2 separate regions of the Gasterosteus aculeatus genome follow, and region 1 is linked to region 2. The links are chromatin contacts, called in public Hi-C maps. All regions are on one chromosome and are shown on one strand. Each heading gives the region's core, a stretch centred on a gene start, on an enhancer-like site or on the middle of the called end of the contact. The rest is flanking DNA. Distances are from core to core; before and after follow the strand shown. Region 1 has its middle 33 kb from the start of irf2bp2a. Region 2 has its middle 9.4 kb from the start of LOC120821148.

What was found. A called contact is a pair of places that touch in the nucleus more often than the background predicts.
Region 1: a contact with region 2 is called in a Hi-C map of whole body, with 2.6 times the contacts expected there. The contact joins two enhancer-like sites. A contact is called at or near these places in 2 of 6 Hi-C or Micro-C datasets (skeletal muscle and whole body).

Annotation. Positions count from the first base shown.
Region 1 is chr6:7,612,314-7,619,851 of fGasAcu3.hap1.1, reverse strand. No RefSeq gene overlaps it. Among protein-coding and RNA genes, the nearest start is that of irf2bp2a, 33 kb to the right of the region's middle. Within about 2 kb of position 4,166, at least 4 of the 9 cell types and tissues checked have open chromatin away from gene starts, as enhancers often do.
Region 2 is chr6:7,560,885-7,567,743 of fGasAcu3.hap1.1, reverse strand. No RefSeq gene overlaps it. Among protein-coding and RNA genes, the nearest start is that of LOC120821148, 9.4 kb to the right of the region's middle. Within about 2 kb of position 4,968, at least 9 of the 9 cell types and tissues checked have open chromatin away from gene starts, as enhancers often do.

The DNA.
Region 1 (7,538 bases), core at 2,917-5,416, 53 kb before region 2:
GTTAACTGCATTCAGAGCTTTCATTTCCTCTTCTGTTCCATCTGAACAAACGAGGCGGGTGACCTGGCGGAGCTCAGAGGGGCGCGTAGAGGGGAGAGGGAGGGGGGGGGGGGTGGTGTTGGAGGGAGGATGGGGTTTGCCGTGACTGGAATATAACCAAGAGGAGGAGGGGCAGGAAGGGGTGGGATAGGACAAGCAGGCCACGTGACAGTGAAAAAGCCTGCAGGCTGCCGTGCTGGGAAAGGCAGACAGAGACTTCCCCCCATATTGACGCTGCCGTTTCACCACAACAACAATTCTGGGAAATGGCCGCCGTCTGCACTGTAGCCACTATTTACGTGGGCCTGATTCAGCCCGCTTAACGCTTTCATCTTCAGCTACGGCGGCTGGCTTGTTGCTGGCGCTTCACTCCTTTGTATTCCATTGTACTCCTTTCCCTCTTTCTCTCTCTTTTTTTTTTTTTTGCATTTTCATTTTCTCTGACGAGGCTTACAAGGATTTCTCTTGTATGAATGAAAGCACAAGCGGTGCTAGTAATGAAAATAAGCAAGGTGAGATAAACCGAGCCAGTAAACGGGGTAGAAAAAGGCCGCGGCGCTCGGGGATGATAAGGGAGGGAGCGAGTGCAGTCTGGACCTGAGGAACTGGAGACATGAGTCATGGCGAGCAATCTCCCCGGGGGCTCGTTGCTGCAGTCTATAAATGGAAATAGCAGAAAAACAGCGGCTTCCCTCGCCCACCCAGGACTAGGTTATGCCTTATTAGAACGTGATGGCTTATGACAGCGGGCGCTTTGTTTAGCCCCGAGCCTGTTCTAGTTCTGCTCTCAAAACATGCCGCTAAATACATACACACAGATATATATCTACACATCTGTGTTATAAACACACAACATATCTGTATAAACACACACCCTTAGTGTCTCCTTGGCAGCTTTGATGAAACATTTCCAGTTATCTTGGACAACAGTGTGTGCAGTCTTGTAAAGTGACCAAGAGGGAAGCGTTGCCTCGATCAACACCGTATATGTTCATAAATCTGCAAATTATCTGAGGGAAATATTTAACTTGTTGTCAAGAACTAAACCAGAGATTCCCCAAACTTCCTCCTTATAAGTGTATTATGTTTTGTTAATGTTTTATTGTTTTTTTGTACCTCCCCTATTTCTCCCATTTCTCCTCCAAACAGTTGAAATTGTTCTAAATAGAAATATGCCAATATTTAAGGAAAAAAACAAAACAATCAAAAGTTCAAATGTTTTATTCAGACATGTGTCTTTGTTTTAAAAAAATATTTATTTGGTCGGGAATCCCATCTAAAATATATCCTAATAATGTCAGTCATTGAAGGTGATTTTATGGATAATTTCTTTTGATAAGTAACAAAAGGATCTCAATATATCTTCCACCCCAAATACCGTTAAGAGTACACAGCAACACAAATGTTACATTATATGTTTCAGAGAAAGGACACCGAGATAAAGGCACAGAAAGGGCAGATGGTTATATTGAGAAAAGCCCTGAAAGGACGTGTTTGGACAAAGTCAACCCTCCGCATTCACGCGGCATGTCTTTGTCTCTCCAGCTGAAAAGGTTACAGGCTAAACTACATGTCTGCCTGATTTCGTCAGCTGCGTTGTCATATCAACCTGGCGCTCCGTGGCCGCTGGGTGCGAGCCAGGAGCAACACGCCACCTGCTCGGCCTCCCTCCCTCCACCCCGCCCCACCCCTCACCCCCTTTCCCGCTCCTCCCCTCCCTGTACTTCTGAGAGCTATCTGCCCACCTGCCTCCGTGGTACGCAGACACACCCTGCCCACCGCTCCTCCTTGATAGCCCGCAGCCACAGCAGAGCTGGTCTGCACAGGAGCACAGACGGCGCTGCAGCATGCCCGGCCGCCACGCCAGAGGAGGGAGGGATTTACATTGCTTTCGGGCCTTTGTTTAGCCGCCACCGCTTAAAAACTCCCCGCCAGGTCGTGTTTGCTCTTTTTTCCCCCACCTGTCGTCACGTTGCTCTCTTTCATCTGTACGGGTTCATCACAGAGATCCCCCCTCCCCCTGCTCGAGGCAGTGAAGACAATTATCTTAGTGGTGAGAGGGAAAGGTGTGCAATGGTGAGCAGAAGAGGGACCCAGGTGAAGAGCGGGCGCGGCTTTCCGCTGAAGGCCAGCCCTGTGTTTATTGTTGGGGTCATTGTTATAGTTATGATAATGTGCATTTATCTGGATATGATGATGATTTTGCCTTGGTGACTGATGTAAAATTATGCTGTAACGTGTCAAGCAGGAAAATAATAAATGTCTCTGACAATTTGCCATTTTCTTCTCTGTGTATTTTTTCATCCTGAGTGCATTTCATGGAATCAATTGAAAAGCATGCATGCACATTTGTCAAGCCACTGTATTGGTGCTTTAACATTTAATATTGAATCTATTGCCTCTCAAAAGGTTTTAGAAAGTGCTACGACTAAGCCGGATAGAAGCTTACACTTCTAACTACGACAACAGTGCCCCCCAAAAAAGGAAAAAGACAATATTTAGTGTCAATGGAGTAATTCATATTTTAATGTTTCATGCAAAAGGAGCACTGGAGAAAATAAAGATCTTCAAAGCAAAAAATGAGATATTACATACTGTGAGACGTTTTTTTCAATGGATTTGGATAAAATGGTGACACAGTGTTGCACTAAATGAAAAAGCTAGAAACTCAGGTATGAACAGCTCTTGACATCTAATGTAATCATTTAAATCCAATAAAGGCTAAGGGAAATACATGTGCAAATTCAATAACGTGCCTCCGCTTGGTAGCCCATTTAGTTTTTTTTCGGATAGAAAACTCCCCTAATACTAAATGGCACAGTTGGTTTAGTGCGTGATGCAACTGACGGCAACCAGAAATAACACGGCAGTGTGCAGTAATGATGTGTTTTTAGTTTCAGTTTATAGGCTTTATTTGTTTTTCCTCCATCTAGATGAGAGCAATGCTGCTTCAGCACAGCATCAACAGCCCACAGGGGCTCATTCTCAAACATAGTCCTCCTCCACACGCTGATCTCACCGCAGGGCTTTGGCTTTCCATCCCAGCAGCCCTGTGGCCCGCATGACAACCGGGGGCCTGTTTTTGCCTGCAACACAGCGCCGCCGCCCTGAGCTAACTCTGACTCTTGACAGTCAAAACATATTACTGGCCCAGGTGACCGAAGCTAAGCTATACAAACACTCCCGGGGGGGGTAGGATGCTTTTAAGCAAACGCGATGTCACAGGGGTAGATTTTAATATACAAGCCAAGCAGACGGCACATATTTGCTTGGTTGAATAATAGTTTTCCAAAAGAGGAATTGTAAACAAAAGAGCTGAGAGTGAGAGCAGCACAAACCAGCCGTTTGGATTTCAAAGCCACGCCGGGTCACATTTACAGGAAGTCTGAATCAGATAGACATCTTTGCAAGGTTATAAAAAATACTCTGGGAAACGAAGCTACGGCCCGTTGCACAAGAGCCTTATCCAGCCGCGGGAAGATGGAGTTATTCCAGTTTCATTGTCGGCGCTGGGGCTTGAGTCATCGTGGAAGTCTTCTGGTGCAATATTTACCCGCATAAGTCACACAGAGACAGAAAGGGAGGCAGATTTGGGCAATTCACCGCCGTGTCCTTACATCTCCTTCGACAAAGTCTGTCGTCTGTCGTGTCGTGCTTGTGTTCCCATACCGGCATCCATATCAATTACTTAACGGGCAGCATCCTCTTCAAGGTGCTCGAAAATGAGGTTTCAACGTCAGCTGAGAGACATGAATGACGGAGCTTTCCCCTGCAGGCTGTTCAGCAAACCCGTCGGCACGCGCTGACTGAAACCGAAACCCTCCCATCGCAATAACACTGAAATCCAGGCTTACGCAAGCAACATATTCCTCTTGCATCAGCAAATGAACTTCATTCCACACAACAGTTCAGCTGTCAGCAACTATGTGGAGTGTTTATGAGGAAATAAAGGAGGGGAAGTGGAACCTCTCTGTGCCTCTTTGTTGGTTGAGCACATGGGCGATTTTGGATTCCTGAAAACTGGGAGAGAAAACATGGCGTCACCCTCGCCGCGAGTCGGAGACGCTGAGCGTGCCCTGAATGAACTTCCTGTTTCAGTCTGCCACAGATATAGGGTTTCTCCAGCCGCGGCACACACAGGAAGTTAGTCACACTTATTCAACAGTCGTCTGCAGACTGCTGCCTGCTGGCCCAGAGTGACAGGCCGTGGAGGGGGCAAATTAGCTTCTGAAACTTTAATCTCCTGCAACTCAATTATTTAATATCTGGGCCAGCCACTTCAAAGGAATACCTCTCAGCTCCTTCCTCCCTGGCTGCCTAGGTGGGAGAATTTCATTCCCTTCTCCTAAAGGACTCACCCGTTCCATATCTCTGCCCCGCGGTTCGGATGACGCTCGGCTCAAATCTTACAGTGCTCCCTGAAATCAGCAATATGCTGCGCTAATAAACCACAGTGCTTTCAAGAGCTGCGGTAGCTGGAGGTGAAGTTGAAATACAAAACTTTCATTTTACTATGTATTCACACATCCTCATTTTGGATTCCCCAGCCAATTGTAAAACAATCATGTGCAGCTGTGGAGAGTAATCTCTCCAGACTCAAAGAGGCAAGAAGAGGAAGCAATTACTGTGATTCGGAAAGGAGCGCAAATGCAAAACCCTAATGGAAATATGCATAACAAGCTTATGTAATAACTAGGAGATGCATTTTAATGCAAGCCACAGTGAGAAATCCATTAGACAGCCGTATTTGGGAGGCTAGGTCACGTTTCCTGTATAATAAATGTCCCCTAAATGTGAATGACGTCCTTGTTTATGAAAAGATTCATGACCGGGATGAGGTCACCCAAATGAATAGGCAGCAACAGTAAAGAACAGAAATAACCTTGAGACGAGGATCATACATTATTTTGGAATTGGCCCTGATTTTTCATCTCACCCAGTCACATTACACATTTCGCGACCTGCATAACTATTGGCTCTGTGGAAAAGTGGATCAGAGAAGAGGAAAGTTAATCCCGAAGACCTTCCCAGTCGGAGACGAAGAAGAGGGGGGGGGGCTGCAGGCAAATGCGAAGAGGCATGGGGGCTTTGTGTCTCTGGGGATTTGCATGCACTCACACACATGCACACATCTGCTGTGGCGACACGCACACGCACACCCATACGCCCGCGAAAATACACACAGCATTAAAGATGACACACAGTCTTACGAAACACCTCCTGGTACATCAACGAGACTTAATCCCATTTAGTAAATATAGAATATATCTCAGAAGCCACACAGACGATGTCCTAAGATGCCCTGTAGCAAACACAGCTGGTGCAGAACAATTATTAACGCTACAATTACTGGGGCTGTTTTATTGTCAGCAGACAACAGGAGTTGAGACAAAATAATACTATGACTTTATTTTTCTAAAAGCTGAGCAAAACGCTGAGGAGTGGCTTGTCACTGAAATTAAAATGGCTCTTCCACCTTAAAAGGTCATCCCACTTAAAGTGAGCCTGAGACAATATAGGAAACATCCTTTACTGTAATCAGCAGGTGGCCGGGAGGACACGACAACTTTGAGAAATTGCGACATAAATTCCCCGATAAATAAACTGTACACAATGCACTACTACATTCAAAGCTATAACATTACTGCTAAATTCATATTGACATCCATGTAAAAGTCCACCGGCCCAGCAGGCTGACAATGCACTGTGTGTTTGGTTATTCAACCACACCTGCATGCAAGGCACTAATCTTATCAAATATTAATGATCTCTTAACAATGGACTGCCATTGGTCAGAAAAACAAAATATCTTATATCTTCCTTCCGAACGGTTATTGCTCTGTACATTTTCAAAATTAAACCTTTTTTGGAAAATATTTTGGAAGATTGAACCGTTGGTCTTCCTATTTAACATTTTAATTTTAATATATAGTCTAGTCTCTTCGTCACCCAATGACAATAACAATAACAAGCAAGGTTGCCGGCATCATATCATATAAAATCTGGCACCATCCGTCTGGAACAGATGGCTTACCAGGCAGACTATATGAAACATACCTAATGAGCCAGAGCATGCATGATCTCATGCTAGCCTACTTCCATTCTTAATCCCCCTATATCATGCACGTGTGTGCGGGAGGGGGGGTTAAGCGCGCCGTCTCGCCAGTATACAAATGCAGATGTGTGCTGGTGTGGGACGCGGGATATTCTCTGTTCTCTTAAAAGCTTTTTCTAAGTGCAATGACTCCATCAGGGGAACAATGGGTATTCTGGGCCCGGCAATGTGACAAAGGTTCACACTGACACGCTTTCCTAAATTAGACCGTTCATCCACAGGAGGGAAGTGAGCCCTGCTTCTATTCTTCTCCTTTAACGAAGGTCATTGAGTAGACGGGGAAGGCCAAGCAGACATATGACTTGACACGGCCACTAAAGTAGGTTAAGGGTGCTCCGCTTCACCTAAAAAATGCAAAGGAACTCGTGCATCAATGACTATGGCACGATTCCTTTTATTGTGAGGACATCAATCTCTGAGGGGTTTGGATATATCAGGGTTCATTGTTGAGGAGGGATATATTGTCATAGTCATACGCTGACAATTACACTGACAGTTTAGTCATTTAGTTGATGGTTCTATTCACCAATGATCCAATAATTCCAAGATCACCAACAACGCCGGCAAAGTGTGCATAGCCATCCATCTCTGACAGCATGAGAAAGGAACCCTCCCACCTCCACTTCACCTTTTCACCTCCACGCACACACACACACACACACACACACACACACAGACCTTCAGCATGTGAAGACTTAAGCCGATGTCATTACGAGATAACCTCCATTACGTAAAACCCAGTCTCTGTCTTTTTTACAATGCATGTTTTCCCCTTCACATAAACTGAGGCTGCTCATGAAGACTCAGAGCTGCAGATGTGAACAGCGAGCCCGTTAAAAATGGAGCAAAATCCGCTGCTTCCAGGAAACCAGCTGTTGGCCTGGGGACAAGGGAGGAGGTGATATTCTATATCAGGGATGTGAATCACGGTTCTATACTGTGTGTTTTTCCTCTGGTGGTGTGGCTGGCCGGCTGAGCGGCTGGCCGGCTGCACGAGGAGGAATGTGTTGTGGAGCCTGGCTGGGAGGCTGGGACATGGGGCTCGCTGGGTTATTACGTGGCCCCAGGGGTGCTTATTTAAACCAAAATCTTGTCTGGACTATTGCTCTCAAACACTGTTATTGTACTGCAGCTGCATAATACATAAAGGCACAGATTTGGAATCGGGGAGGAGGACGGAGAGAGGGAGTCCGAAATGGAAAGAGAGATTTATCATGAGAGGGGGGGGGCGAAGCGGAAAGAGAGAAGGGAAAGAGGAGGTCTGGATAATGTCAGCCCTCCTTCCCATGAAACAGCACAAACAACAAATGAAGGAGTCCAGTGGAGCAGAAGAGGGGACAGCACAGGGACAAGCCACAATTAGGCACTGGATGACAAACTATCT
Region 2 (6,859 bases), core at 3,719-6,218:
ACACCGCGCGTCATTTGCGCTTAAAAGCCCACAGTGCATTTCTCTCCTCGAGATTAACGCGATCTGTGGTGCCGTCGGTATCAGACTGAGTGCAACGGTTCGCCAGCTCCACCCACCGCCGTCCCATTGCCGCTAAACCCGCACCACCCGACGTGTAGCTGTAGAGTTGTTGTTGTGAGCTTGTTGGCTAATTATTGCATGTATAATTACAAGAGCACATTAAGTTGGCAGCGTGCGAGTCTCCACAACGATTGTTGCTTCTTTCTATTTCAAAAGCTGTCAGCAGTCGCCACTGCAGCCGCCCAGAGATCAGATGCTTTATCCAATAATTGATTCATTAATCATCTAAAAGGCCATTAAATTCAAAACAAGTCGAGGAATGCAGGCTTTCTGGGGGAAAGTAAAAGAACAGATATTTCTCTGAATGACTCGCTTCACCCTGTGAAATCAGCTATGGAGAAAAACACCTCAAACTAGAAATGAAAAAAAGCCTTTTATATGTCAATGAAAGTAGTACTGTGGTTGCAAGACAAACATAAATCGCTCATATTTTCCAACTCATCCATGTAGCTGTAAATAGACTAAACAAACAGGGAGGGAGATCAAGGCTGTCGTGTAAAATAGGTCAGATGGGGGATATTGATGTAGCTCTGCTCAATCTCAAAGCAAACCGGGGGAATGCGTTTCTGTGAGCTCATGTGGCGCTCTGCTGACACAAATCCACCGGGTGTGCTGCTGGCGGCTGGGAGGGGTTGTTTTTATAAAAAGGGGTGAAGGAAATTGTGAGATCAGGCCAATCGATGCCCTGCAAGGTGATGGTAGAGGAGAGAATATTTCTGCAGCTGCATGCTCTCGTCACATTGATAGGGGGATGAGCCGCATGGCGGATCATCTCAGCCCTCGAAGAGGATTTTGCGGCGAGTGAAAAGCCGAAGGATGGGAAAGAGCGGCGTGGCCGGGCAGCTTAGGATCACCGAACAATCGCAAGGCCGACCGGTGTTCCAAATGGATTGAGGGCAGAAGAGACTTGTGTTTCCGAAAGGACACAAAAAAGAGCTGGCGTGAGAATTGAATGTGGTGTCTCAATTCTCCGCGTCACCCTCTTGAGGACTTTCATTTGAGGGTCAAAGCCCTTCTCGCCATTATCATCTCGCCGACTATGAGCCTGTAATCTAAGCTACCCGGTTCATTGACAAACTTAGATTCGATGTGACAAATCCAGGGCCCCGGATGACAAATAAGTCAGGAATTTGCTGTGATAAGTTTACGCGCGTTCTAAAGCAACCAGTGCTTCCTGTCCCTCAAGTTGAGAAGAAAGCATGAATGCGTGCACGCAGATCCATATGCAGACTGAAAACGCAGTTACGTAAACAAAGTGAAATGTAAAATGGCTCTGCATGCAGGCTGTCATAAAAATAGTGTGCATGAATGAATAACATTAAACGAGTGGGGCAGATAAGCTACCCCCCCTCATGTGCTCGCCTCAGATTCAAATTTAGCTTTGCGTAGGGAATTGATGAGACACAGAGCTCAAAGCCAAAGTCTTCAAAGACCCTGGTTACACAAGATGCAAGGCGTCAAACGCACTTTGTAGTTATCGGCTTGAACGAGTGGGTTGTAGCTGCGCTGGATGATACGGCAACAGATTTCTGGAAGCCCAAGAAAAGTTGATCAAATTCAAAAGTTACACCAGGGTTACATCGCATGTAGAGGAAAGCAGAAGCCACCTTTGGTTTGTCTTGTTTTCCCTTTTTCTTTTTTTTTTGCAGATCGCAGTTGTGGGAGTTGGTGTTGCTCTATCACGCTTCAAGATGAAGCATAGAGCCCAGCAGGTGTAGGTAAAAAAAAGAAGAAAAAGCAAAGGGAGCGCCAGGGGGGGGATTGAGAAGAGGATGACACGGGGGCATAAGGAGAGACATCAAGGACTGATAGTGCGAGTGAACAGTTTCATCACACTCAGAGGTGAAAAGTACGACGTATTGGAAAAAGAATAGCTCCGGAGAGCAGCAGTTAGCTTAGCATAGCAGAAAGACCTGAAACAGCCAGCCAGGCTCTGCCCCAAAGGAGCAACGTTAGCCTAGCAACACTCTCCGGATGTGGGAACAGCAACGCGTACAAAACGCCATTTCAACACTGTTCAACGTGTTTTAAGATTGCACACAGTTAATGTCAAGAGACATTTAGAGGCAAACGGGCCTAAAGCAGCACAATACTGAGTCTTGAAGTCTTTACGTTTGCTTTTTGGGGCGAATAAATGAAAATGACACAGCTGTAAAATCTGCAATAAAAGGTCGCCAGCTGAAGATTGGCTTTGCGTTCTGTAGGAACACACGTCTAGAGGTGCTGGAGGTGGATCTTGTTACCATCAAACAGTGTCTTCATGTTTTCCATCTCCATGTTAAGCAAGGCTAACTGTCTATGTGGAAACAAACTGAGATGAATCAGACTATTGTCTTGTCCTGCAGCCTCGCTCCTACTCACATGCCGTTTGAATCCCACCCCGCCCCGGGCCTGTTGTGAAACCACATTTCCCATTTCCACATGTATTAGCATTACATTCTTAATGGGAGTCTGCTGCAGCAAACTATTTATCTCGGTTGCACTCGGAGCACTAAGCGGAAGTGGAGGATTGCTTCATCCTTGCGGTGGCCTCACATTCCCCAGAGCACCGCGGCACGGTTGCTGTAGCTCATACAGCTCTTCCTATGCCCCCCCCCCCCACACACACACACCCCTCCAGCATCCAGCTTCCTGTGCAGCAGCATGGCCGCTCAACCGTTCACTTCCCTGCACTGAGCTCGGTCAAGCCCCAGCTCCCTGTACCCTGCAGCTCCAAATACATTATTTACACCCTCAACCCCCCCCCCCCCCCCCCCCTTTCAGCTCAGCTCAAAAGAATCAGGGCAGAGGGAAATAACACCGCTCAATTCTCCCTCCACCAGCATCACTCTGCGGGGTGGAAATACAGTGCGGGACCGGGGCTGCGACAATGGGGGGGGGGGGGCCCGGCCCTCCCATTAATCCCCTCTGACATGTCTCCCGAGGGCAGGGATTTGCTACAAGTCAATGCAGGAGACCTACGGTATGCAAAACAAGCCCGTCTGACTCGCTCTCTCTCTCTCGTGATTCTCAAAGCCACTGCACTGCCTGTGAGACAGGAAGGCAGATCAGAGAGAGAGGGTGTGTGTGTGTGTGTGTGTGGGGGGGGGGGGGGGGGGGGGGGGGTAACTGTGCACACAGTCTGCTTATTTAACCCTTTCTTCGCCCTCGTGTTCAGGGTGCGTGTCACTTCCCTCTTCTGGTTTCACTCCTCGCCCAGATTGCAGAGATAACGCTGATGACAGACGACAGGATGAGAACTGAGATATTCTCTTCTTCTCCCGCTCAGCCATGCTGCTGCTATCCGCCCTCTTTGTCTCCCTTCGAGACCAATTCCGCTCCGAGAGAAAGGCTGGTGGGCCAGACGGGAAGAAAAAAACGATATGTGTATATATATATATATATATATATATATATATATATATATATATATATATATATATATATAGCCAACGTTAACAGGTATTTACAGGTCAGGTGACGCACTGACTGTTCTCGGGCAGAGTAGTGCTGTTGAATTTGCGTCTTATCGGGGATCTACTGATGAGGAGATAGGTGGAGGCTGGGTGGGGAGGACATTAGAGAGTCTAATGGGGAGGAGGGCGGGAAGGAGGGGGGGGGTCGTCTTTCCACACACTCACCGGGAATGTAAACAACAGAGCTGAATAGGCAGCCTGGCTTTTACACATGGAGGAAGGGCACCGGAGTTACTGCGGGGAGGGCGGCTGAGAAACAGAAAAGAAAGACATTGCCCCACAGAGGAAGAGAAATCCGCCAGCGATTGACGCCTGCTTGGGATTCACGTGATCGGCTCCACCGTTAACCCCCTCTTCCCCCCCTTTTTTTTCCACCAGTCCTTTGAGATGGAAAAATGGGTCATTTGTGTGGAAGTTAATACTCTGAGCACGTACAGTGCTGCTTTATTTTAAGGACGTGCCTTGGAAATGTTTCTTCTTCATTCCCTGGCTGGTGACACACTCGCACACACACACACGGAAAGGTAATTAATACTCTGCTGCACAAGCGGCAGTGCAGAACAGAATGCAGTGTTTATTATAGCTGCTGGCCCAGGACCGACACGTCTCGTGTTTCTTCTCCCCCGGCCTGCCCTCCTCTACCATGACAGTACAGTAGGCCGCAGCCATGACGTCAGCAGCATCGACCGGGCCTGGAGGGAAAACAGGTTCCAAGAAAAACACGGAAGCATCCGAGGACATATTGGGGAGGGGGCAAGCAGTCAGTGGTCGGCCCGCTACGGACAGCAAATACCTGCTGTTACTGCGCGTTCCACAAGCAGAGCTCCGTTGAGATGCCATGGCAACCGCATGCTACGCTAGTTATTTCTGGCCGACCTTAAAACTCCCAAAACACAGCTGCTCCTACATGACCAGACATCTCCATCGGACAGATACACCAAATCTCTGTGCGTAAGGCTCTCGGTATTCGGAGCAGTAATCAAGCTCTGACATTCAAGCCCACAGAATGGAAGAACGCCGCGAAAGGTAATTACTGCTGTGGATCATTTGTTGACAGGATTTCCAGTAATGAGTTGTGGAGCTCGTGTGATTAGAAAATTCCCAATACAGCGTTTGACATACGATCGGAATCCATGCAAAGACAAATTAGAATGGCAGTCAGAGCGCTTTGGTTCGCTCCCCTGTGCCGTATCCTGGGATTTTAATGTTGCCTGCAATAACAGGTTATTTCCTGCAATGATTGAACAGGCCCCGTCTGTCATCGTGAGCACATTAGGAAAAAGGATTACAAAACTGTTCAAAAAAATAAATAATCACCCCTCCCGAGCACATGGTCTCTGTGCTGCAGGCAGCCATTGTTATTGCTGTCAACTGGAAGCGTTTTTGCTCTCGGCTCTCTCTCCATTCAACGGTAAACCATGAGGGGTCTGCAGACACACAGGCTGGAGCAACACTTCCCCCTACTGCACAAAAAGGAGTTTCTTTATTTTAGATATTTTTCATCCCCCGTCGGCCTCGTCGGATGTGAAGAGCTGACTCATAATCCATTAGAGCAGACTCAAATAGAGCAGGGCTGCAGTAAATAATGGCATCAAATTAAAACACCTCATTGACTGCATTTAAAAAAAAGTTCCACTTAAGATTGTGGAAGACTTTGCTTTAGACTTTTTTGTGCTGTGTCATGCTGAATTACGCAATATCAAGGCTTTATGTCAGACAGGCTTGATGTCTCTTACAGTCTGCAGGGGACGGAGGTCGTGTCCAGCAGCAGTGTTTGTTTGCAGGAGGAGGCGTGCTTCTGCTTCTGCTTCTGCTTCTGCGTCGTTGCGTCGACGCACTCGTTTCAATTCATGGCTCTAAAAGTCTTGCGTGTGTTGCAGAGCAATTCGACTCCAGAACAACAGGCGGAGTAACGTGTTTTGTTGAAGACGACCTAGAGAGTCACGTCTTTGTGTGTGGAAGTTGTTGGTTTGTTTATTTATTTATCATAGACTTTATTGCCTCGTGCGTCGCCGCTGCTGCTTTTCATCGCGGACACATTTGTCCCGTATTTTCCTCCACAACTTTGTTCACCTCTCGACCGGCAAACCGACATTTGCGGAGATCTCCCTCCGTGAATCAGAGGCCTCATAGTCCGCCAATGACTGCTTGTAGAAGCGGTCATATTTACGCATCTCTTCCGACTAAAGCTCTTCAATCTGATCCGTTCTCTCGTAAACATTCTTCGCTTTAATAATGGCGGTATCGGGCTATGAAAAGGGAAATGTGAGACTCCGTAAAGGATGTAGTTAGCAGACCTATCGCAGCCCGGCTTGCGTAGCTTTTGACGCTAGACGTCTAGAAAATGGGTCGACGCACGCAAGGAGGTGTGAAAAGGCACGCAAGGGACACGCAAGGGGCTCTTGCGTCTGCGTGTCCTTGCGTCTCTCTGAAAACTCAGAAGCATTAAATACCCTAACGAATTATTTTAACCAATTGCTTTGTTGAAAAGTGTGATTAGTCTGAGGTTGTATGTAGCCGGGTGAAGTGGGGGCAGGGGGGTTTTCGTGCTGCTAGATGGTCCGCACACAGGGTGAGCGCGTACTGTCACTTTACATCGCCATGAGTTCACGTGGGATTTGGAGCTGCAGAACGGGACCTGGCGGCTACCGAGGACGACACAGTGTTAGCGGTTAGCATCGGAACAGCGCTGGGGAAACACCTGTTCAGCGGGTCAGCGTAAGTGTTCTCGCATTAATAAACCTGACTCGCCATGTACATCGTGATTTGAACTGTTAACGGAGTGTATGTTCTCGGGTTTTGCGGCTCTGCTTCGTTTAGAGCAGAGTGACGAGCTGCCGGGGGTCGAGGTCGCATGTGCACGGAGCCGCGAGCGCAGGCGCTCCAGTGACTTTATTGTTTCCGGGGCTTTTGGAGGAACGACAGTGATGTGAGTGTTGAACAGCACGAGACCGATGTGCATGTTCTTTGTCTCTGTTTAACAGGAGGGCGTCACTACTGTTTTTTTTATGTAGCCTAACTGTTAACTTTATGTAATTGTGAGCTCTATTCCATGTCATACTGTTACTAGTTAGTAAAGAAAAACAATTGTTTATTTGTTGTACACTGTCCCAAGTGTCTCCTTAATTTGACACATTAAGGCTGTGTTCCAGGAGTGCAGTCGGGGGAAATAAAGATTCCACATTAAAGAGAAATGCATTTATCTTCGTGTCCTGTCATCATTTTAATCAGGCTACATGTACACTTTCACTAAACATATTATGTGTTCATTGCTGGATTACATG